Linked DNA regions of Mus musculus: regions 1 and 2 are each linked to region 3. A link is a contact called in public Hi-C and promoter capture Hi-C data. All regions are on one chromosome and are shown on one strand. Each heading gives the region's core, a stretch centred on a gene start, on an enhancer-like site or on the middle of the called end of the contact. The rest is flanking DNA. Distances are from core to core; before and after follow the strand shown. Region 1 overlaps Gm30568 (a long non-coding RNA gene). Region 2 has its middle 11 kb from the start of Gm39685. Region 3 overlaps Tor3a (torsin family 3, member A).

What was found. Promoter capture Hi-C pulls out the DNA fragments that hold promoters and counts their contacts. Hi-C and Micro-C count contacts between places; a contact is called where the count stands out from the background.
Region 1: a contact with region 3 is called in a promoter capture Hi-C map of liver, with 4 times the contacts expected there. The contact joins two enhancer-like sites. A contact is called at or near these places in 10 of 39 promoter capture datasets (the 3T3-L1 cell line, the C10 cell line, the HPC-7 cell line and 6 more), 3 of 15 datasets of contacts at CTCF or cohesin (the NIH/3T3 cell line, embryonic stem cells and large pre-B cells), 18 of 484 Hi-C or Micro-C datasets (B cells, the CH12 cell line, the G1E-ER4 cell line and 9 more), 8 of 115 datasets of contacts at active chromatin or transcription factors (embryonic stem cells, pancreatic cancer cells and stem cell-derived neural progenitor cells) and 2 of 9 other capture datasets (embryonic stem cells and liver).
Region 2: a Hi-C map of liver shows a contact between it and region 3, with 2.8 times the contacts expected there. The contact joins two enhancer-like sites. A contact is called at or near these places in 1 of 39 promoter capture datasets (liver), 1 of 484 Hi-C or Micro-C datasets (liver) and 1 of 9 other capture datasets (adipose tissue).

Annotation. Positions count from the first base shown.
Region 1 is chr1:157,075,093-157,077,834 of GRCm38.p6, forward strand. All of the region lies in intron 1 of Gm30568 (a long non-coding RNA gene), which reads right to left. Among named protein-coding and RNA genes, the nearest start is that of Gm30568, 5.2 kb to the right of the region's middle. Within about 2 kb of position 1,374, at least 55 of the 459 cell types and tissues checked have an H3K27ac peak or open chromatin away from gene starts, as enhancers often do. A contact at or near this core is called in liver, where this site is marked.
Region 2 is chr1:156,977,542-156,980,241 of GRCm38.p6, forward strand. No RefSeq gene overlaps it. Among named protein-coding and RNA genes, the nearest start is that of Gm39685, 11 kb to the right of the region's middle. Within about 2 kb of position 1,345, at least 16 of the 459 cell types and tissues checked have an H3K27ac peak or open chromatin away from gene starts, as enhancers often do. A contact at or near this core is called in liver, where this site is marked.
Region 3 is chr1:156,656,430-156,659,129 of GRCm38.p6, forward strand. Tor3a (torsin family 3, member A) reads right to left here. Exons shown (of 6, transcript NM_023141.2): 5 at 43-167. Among named protein-coding and RNA genes, the nearest start is that of Tor3a, 17 kb to the right of the region's middle. Within about 2 kb of position 1,337, at least 30 of the 459 cell types and tissues checked have an H3K27ac peak or open chromatin away from gene starts, as enhancers often do. A contact at or near this core is called in liver, where this site is marked.

The DNA of each region.
Region 1 (2,742 bases), core at 124-2,623, 420 kb after region 3:
GGTTGCTGCATTCTGTCTCCAGATTGTTAATGCCTTGCAAAGATTCCCTCCTGTACAGTGCATCCCGTCCCCAGGGTGGGGGAGGACAGCCACCCGGAGGGAGGTGCTGGTGACTCATTTCCCCAGAGATCACTCCTTGTGCTAGCAGGGCCATGATACCACATTGCTTTCATCATGCAAAAAATAAAACCCCCAGACTGGAAGTCTTGGCTCATCAGCCAACCTTCTATTCTATAAGGAAGAGCACGCTGCGAGAGAAAAGTACCCAGACAAGTGACTGTAAACTTTTACCCATAGATAAAGATATTGAGGCATTTTCTAATTAAAAAAAAAAAAAATCGCAGGCTGGAGGGATGGCTCAGTGGTTAAGAGCAGTGGCTACTTTCTCAGAGGTCCTGAGTTCAATTCCCAGCAACCACATGGTGGCTCACAGCCATCTATATTGGGATCCAAAGCCCTCATCTGGTTGTCTAAAGACAGTGACAGTGTACTCACATACATTAAATAAATCAATCTTTATTAGTCAAGGCCTGAGGCTGTAGCTGACTGTAGCTTATCCAGCATGTAGAAGACCCTAGCTTCCATCACCGCTACCCAACGGGGTTGGGGTGGAGGAATCTATTCTGATTCCTCAAAAGGTATGCTGAATAAAGAAATAGTGATTGACAGCCCTGAGGTCTGGGATTTCTGAGGCTCAGAGAACTGGAGGAGACACCTCTGGCTCAGAGCAAAACTGCGCTTAAGAAAAAGAATTGAAGTCCCAGGACACAGGTTCTGAGAATGGGAGGGAGCGGGGATTTCCTTACAGCAGGATTTGTCTGGTGTTGGAGGTCTCAACACTAATAAGGATACTGTTTTCTGACGGGCTCACTCACTTGACCAGAGAGGCCAAGCAGGGGAGGAGGGGGAAGAGGGCGAGGAGGAGGAGGAGGAAGGGGAGGAGGGGGAGGAGGGGGAGGAGGGGAAACTGCCAGGGCTCAGGAAGGGGACAAAAAGGCTATAAATGGATCCAGAAGCGTCAGAACCCAGAGATGGTGCTCTGGAAGTAAGCGGTATACAGCCAAGAGATCAAAGCAAAAGTTGACCCTAAGGTCTAGCTTTGACTACAGATCCACTGTGTCATCTCACCCCATCACCCTCCTGAACCCACTTCTGGTCCATCTGAGGCCTGGGAAAACTAATGGTCTCCGTGACTGTTCTGTGAGACTCAAATCCAAGGGGGGGGGGGGGGGCGGAGACAGCTCTTCACTTGCCTACGACCCCAAACGCCTGTCTAGTGCTCGATTTAACTCACTGGCCCAGCCTAGCTAAAATCAATTCTGTAATCCCAGGACAGAGCGCAGGGGCCTGCGCCACCTCGTGGGCGATATCGGAACTGCATGCATGCCTTGATCCTGGCATTCTCCCAGGGCATACTTCAGGACACAACACATTAGAATAGTGGCCCAGAGCCGGGCGTGGTGGCGCACGCCTTTAATCCCAGCACTCAGGAGGCAGAGGCAGGTGGATTTCTGAGTTCGAGGCCAGCCTGGTCTACAGAGTGAGTTCCAGGATCAGCCAGGACTATACAGAGAAATCCTGTCTAGAAAAACCAAAAAAAAAGTGGCCCAGAACACACAGCACTATCATTCCTCTGGTTCTTATGCTAGGAATAAACCAATGTTATTCCTGAAACGCCTTCCCCTTGCCTCCAGGGAAAAGAAACGGCAGTGGCGGTAATGCCAATAGTACAGCTAGTGACACTTATGTCAATGGACTTCAAATTCTCACTACTTCCCATGTCCTAGGCCAGTTCACTGGCAGCCCAGGGTAGAGTTGGACGTCTTCAGGACTATTACTATTACTACATGGAAGCTTGCGGCTCTGGGTTAAACATTACACACAGGCAGCGATTAGTCTCCAAGCCGTCCTTGCCCTTTACTCTAGTCCTGGATGCCCATTGAGTGGAAGCGACTCATCCACACCTGCCTCCTGCAAGGGTGGCCATGCCAAGGGCTCCTGGCTTTTCTTTTTCAGCCTTCAAGAAGAGAAGGGTTATTCTACGTTGCTAACTTTGCCTACCTACGGGAACAGTGAAAAGAAGGGAATCCTCTCCTAGGCGGAGGATGCTGCCAGCTGGCACCGGAACTCAGGCAGCCACAAGTGCATCTCTGCAACACCCCAGTGTGCTGCAGCGCCACCTGGCGGCCAGAGTGGCACTCAGCGAGGAGAGCCGGCCTAGATCGCCACTCCACCTGGTATCCAGTTCTGCAGTGGGTGGGAGCCTCGGGAAGACTCATTCTGCTGTTTCAGAGGTTTGGGCCCTCAGAGGTGGGGCTGCGTCCTGAGGCCGTGGTAAAGCAGCATGGCATCTCATGGCAAAAGCTGGGGACCTTGGGTCTCCTTAAGAGTACACCCCAGTGATCCAAGCTCTTCCCCCAACCTCTGACCTCTCACGTGCTCATGCATACACGTGCAAACAAATGAACACATACAACGCGTGCGCGTGCGCGCGCGCGCACACATACACACACACACACACACACACACACGCGCGCGCGCGCGCGCGCGAAAGTCGTAGAGTCAGGTGAGGTTCGAATCGGAAGAATGGAAATTGCTGGTGAATTTGGGTGTGTAAATAAGGGAAGAAGAATCAAAGGACGGGTGGGATAGATTGTCCTGAGTGTTTTGAGTAGAACAAGCTGACACCCACTGTTAGCCGAATAAAATTCAAAACCCTTTGCACAGTTTTTAAGTCTTTAA
Region 2 (2,700 bases), core at 95-2,594, 320 kb after region 3:
TAAATGTCGCTACTACTCTTGTGTTAGGTGAACTCACAGAATGTTTTATAGTTGTTACTCTGCTTTCTTTTGGAAACAGGGTCTCTAATTGTAGTCCAGGTTGGCCTCAGACTTTTAATTCTTCCCTTATTCTCTTAAGTTCTGGGATCCAGGTTTGTAGGAGCACTACCAGGAGCACCACCAGGAGCACCACCAGGAGCACCACCTAGTCATTGTCATCCTTGTACTTTTTTTTTTTTTTTTCCCATGCTGAGGCAGGAGGACCTGCCTGCCTGAGGACAGGGGCAGTACCTAATGCCACAACTAGTTTCTAGAATCCTAGCATCAAGCACTCAGGTACGGATGGTAGACCAGTAGTACGGCATAAAATACCAGAGTCCTCTCTATCTCAGCCCCACCTTTTCTTGTGGGAAAGCAAAATGATCAGCTGGGGACTTTAGGGATTGAGGCTTCATTCTTTAAACCTCTGAAAGCAGAAACAAGAAGAGCCCCGGGGTGTACCACAGGGCAGGAATAGTTAAAACTAAAGGAAGTATTTATCTGTCTAACCCTTCGGCCTCACCAAGAAACACTACACATTTAAACCGGGCTTGCTCAAGGGGCCTTGAAGCTGACTGATCTTCCATTGGTCCTTGGGATGAGGGAGGGCAGAGGTTATACCAAATAATCCAGGCCCAGCCTATGTTAACTGGCTGCAATTGTTTGTCTGGTTGTCTTATTGGTTTTGTTTTGTTTTGTTTTGTTTTGTTTCCTTAGAGACATGGTCTCCCTATTATGTAGCTCTACCTGTCCTGGAACTTTCTTTATAGACCAGGCTGGCCACAAACTTACAGAGATCCTCCTGCCTCTGCCTTCCAAATGCTGGGATTAAAGGGCATGGGCTACCACACCTGGCAACTGGTTGTATTTTTAACTTTGTGTGTATGTGGCAAAATACATTTCCTGTTTAATCACATTAAGTAGGCAAGCCAATGGCGGTCATTACATTAATAGTGTTGATGACAAAGCTCATTTGCTTGCTCACCCGGCAGATCTGAGGGAAGGCTGTGGAACAGGAGCCAGTGTTTATGGAACAAAGCAAAGCTGCCTGGCTTTGTAGAACTTTCTTCATTTAGCACCGAGGGAGGAAAATAATAAACAGCAGAAATAAGAAATAAGTAGATTATGCGGCATGTTATCAGGTGATAAACTTGGTTAGTACTTGGGTACAGTGTGCCCAATATCTGCTGACCTCTGTGTCTTCAGATAGCCGAAGACCTTTGCCATCTCTTACCCGTTCCCCATTAAACCCAACCCCCTAGACTGTGGTTAAATGCAGACAGCTCTCTGGTTACTAAATACCCAACAGAGTCTGACTGGCAATGGAGACTGTCAATATCAAAGTGTAAAGGTCTCAACTACACATACACCGTATGCTTTCTTTCCCTGAACAGTTTTCACTTTCAGAACAGCTATTTAGACCCTGGATTCAAACAGAAAAACACGCCTTGTTCACGTATAACAGGATGCCTTTTAAAAAGGGGCTCAGTCGAAATACAAGCTTTTGTAATTTTAAGTTCGATTAAAAATAAAATTAAAAAAAAAAAAAAAAAGACCAGTGAGACGGCTCAGGGGATAAAGGGGACTGCCACCAAGCCTCTCATGTGTGCTCTCACACACACACAAATGTAATAAAACAAATTAAAAGAGACAATTGCAGTTTGAAAATTCTTTTCTTTCTTGGGATCCAGCTCAAGGGGAGGCCTGACACTATTACTGAGGCTATGCTGTGTTCACAGAAAGGGCCCTATCATGACTGTCCTCTGTAAGACCCAACAAGCAGCGGAAAGAGTCAGATGCAGATATTGACACCCAACCAATGGACAGAAGAAGCTGCTGACCACTGAGGTTGAATTAGGGAAAAGCTGGAAGAAGCTAAGGAGGAGGGCCACCCTGTAGGAGGACCAGGAGTCTCAACTAACCCAGACCCCTCCCCCCAAGATCTCTCAGATACTGGGCCACCAACTAGGCAGCATACACCAGCTGATATGAGGTCCCCCAACACCTAGACAGCAGACGACTGCTGGGTCTGGACTCAGAAAAGATGCACCTAACCTTCAAGAGACTGGAGGCTCCAGGGAGTGTGGAGGTCTGGTGGGGTGGGAGTGGAGGATGCGGACTTCTTGGAGACAGGGGTTGGGGGGGGGAGTGGAGGGGGTACAGGATGTGGACCAGTCAGAGGGTGGACCAGGAGGGGGAAAAAATCTGGACTGTAAAAAAAGATTAAATACAATAAAAAAAAAACTCTTTCCTTTCAAATATTTAAAGTAACAAAGAAGAGAAAGTGTGAGGACCAAGATGGGTTGTTATTATACTGTGCATGACAATGGGAGAGGACTCAAAGGAGCTTTCTTTTGTCAAGTGAAAGGAAGCTATCGACTGCTCCCTAGGAAGTGCTGAGCTTCTGAAGTACACAAGGAAAATGAGTGTGTGTCCATGTGCATGTGTTTGTATGTTTGCAAAAGTTTACTGTAAGCAAGCATGGAGAGGCGAGGAAGTCATATGTACACGAATATGAACCCAGCCCACACCTCGACCATAGTCAAACTTGGCGTTGCCAGCACATGCAGATAGACATCTATGTCTCCGATGTCTATACGCTGAAACAGACACATTGCTAGCGTAGCATCCCGGCCCCAAATGCATACCCTGCGAGAGCAT
Region 3 (2,700 bases), core at 87-2,586:
GTGCTCTTGGCAAGGCTGTATGTATCTGAGTTGACCACTTACCTGCAGCCTCCATGATCTCAGCCTGAAGGGGCACCTCCAAGTGCTGCGTCGTAATTTCCTCCCTGGACCATCCAGCCTTAAGCAAACTCAGGACTACCTCATTGATGACACTGCCTCCGAGGTTGCTGAAAGAAACAAGCGCTTGTTAACAGCCGATTCCCACACTCACAACCCCCCAGGACAGTTCATCCCTAATGGAGGACACACTGAGCAGTGACAGACTCAAGGATGCCTCAGGACCACAGGCTTCAAGGCTCAGAAGGTAAGGATGAAAGCTAGACTACGGCTGAGGGAGGTGGCATGTATCCACTGAAGGCCAGAATGTAGGGTTGTGGCCCCACCCACTCTGTCCTAAGAATCTTGGTTAGGCTACAATGGGTTGTAGGAGATGGAGTAGAGGTAGAGAGAATTAGTTTGGAAAACAGTATTGGCAGGACCCTGCAGTTGGTGGACACAGGAGGTGCCTCTCTGGGCTGCACTCCCTTTCACAGAAGTGTGGAGCAAAAGCTTATTTTGCACTGCCTGTGTCCTCTCAGGCTAGGCACAGGAAGATGGCTGCACACTGCTAAGACAGGAGTGACACCACGAGGAGGCCGGGAGTAAGTGCTGGGGACCTGCAACCAGGACAGTTCATCCCTGTCTCAAGTTGGCACCCAGCTGAGCCTTGTCTGACTGCACAGCTGTGCCTTCACTTTCCCTGCTTAAGGCTCACAGAATGAGGAATGTCGTAAGTGAAGGATAGGGGGAGGCAGGCAGCAAACTAAACGGGGTCCAGCATCTCCTGTCCTCTGTCCTCACAAGGATCAGTGTCCTTGTTACCTCAGAGGAGTCACTCAGACCTTTGGAGCAGCCTGGCTTCAAACTCAGAGATCTCTTGCCTCTGCCTCCCCAGTGCTGGGATTTAAATGTATGTGCCACCACTAAACACCGGGCCGTTCCTATCTTTTTGATAATGTTGCATTTCAGTCTGTCCTGCAGATGACGTAGACTCACTACGTGCCCCTCCCAATCCCTAACCTGCCTCCCTAGCTAGGTGGGGCAGCATCCTTCCCCAGCAAACAAGTGAAGACCAGTGTGTCCCTCATAGCCACTGATTAACTGATTTCCAGCCTCCTGCTGGAAGAATCCAGTAAGAACAAGGGCATCCCCACTCCTTGCCCAAGCCCAGCTGCTCTGCCACACTTCCAGCCCTGCAGAAACTGCTTGCATCACCCGTCTGATCTCTGCACCTGCTGGACAGCCTGTCAGGTGGCCTTTGGATACATAACTGCATCAGCAGAGATTGCCCCATCTGTGTCTGCCACAGTAGCCCTGATTCCACAACCTGGACTCAGCGGCAAGCCTCTGGAGGACAGCAGGCCAGGGAGGTGGATCGATCAAGCCCCAAGGTCACAGACCCTAGTACAGTACCCTCTCAGTCCCAGGTCTACCTGACTGCCCCATGGGACACGGGCCCCACTCTGCATGGTTTCTGCGTATTTATCAACTCTATGCAGCTTTCTTCTGAACTGCTTGCACTGTCACCTACAGCCATGTCATCTTCCCACCACGTTACAGGTTGTACCTCTCACACAACAAAGCCTGGGAGCCTTCACTACCTGTCCAGTGTCTTCAGCTCAGCAGGGCTGCACTCCAGCACCTGCAGGCCAAGGTAGCTAGATGCTGAACTCCTCACCCTCCAAGCCCCTGCTGACTGAATACTGAAAGGACCACTGTCACAAGCTCCCATCACTAACGGTGAACTCTTCCCTAAACAACAGAGCTAGACTCAGTTTCTTCGCTGGTAAAATGAGAAACTGGGCCCAGACAAGCTAGGGGTGCTTCATCAGTGTGGAGGCAGTTAGTCAACAAACACCCACTGCACCCCACATGCGTCATTCATGAATAACTCACGTCCATATAGTTAGTTCTTCAAAGTCCTTTTGTTCATACCCTGACCACAGCTCAGAGAAAACAGACATTAGCAACCCTCTTCTGGGTGCGTGACGAGAGCACAGCAGCTCCAGGCCTGCCTTGTGACTCTGGGGTCTTCTACTGACGGACACAGGCAGAAATCAGTATTACTCTGAAACCAAGCCCTAAACAGTACTATCCCTGTCCTTGCTACTGAAAACTATCAGTACAGTTCAAGGGAACTGCATAGTGAACTCTAGACAGACCTAAAATATCCTCTAGAACCTAATGGGAGCAAAAGTTTCCCATAAGCATTACCTGAAGAGTGAGACCCTAGAGGAGACGGCAGGCATGCCATCAATAGATGCAGGAGGGACCAGGACCAGGATCATGTTCCACCTGGACTGTCGTCATCTCAGCTGGGTCCGCTGACTCATCACAGCTAGTCAGCCCTCCACTCTGCCCTGCTCCAGACCTGGCTGCCTCCCATCCTACTGTCAGCTTTACAGATAAAGCTTACTCTTGCAAAATCTTGGCACTCGAAAATGGCTTTTGTCAATGTTGGGCAAGCAAGCCCTCCTGGCTTCACCTACTTTGTCTGAGGTGCCACAGAGAACTGGCAGAAAAGCCATCAGTACCTCATTTCAACAGCAGGTCTCAGGTATATTTCAGGATTAAACTGCAGATCCAGTTGGCAGTGTCGGGGCTGGGAAGGGCTCAGTGGACAAACTATTTACTGCCTGTGCATAAAGACCTGAGTTCAGG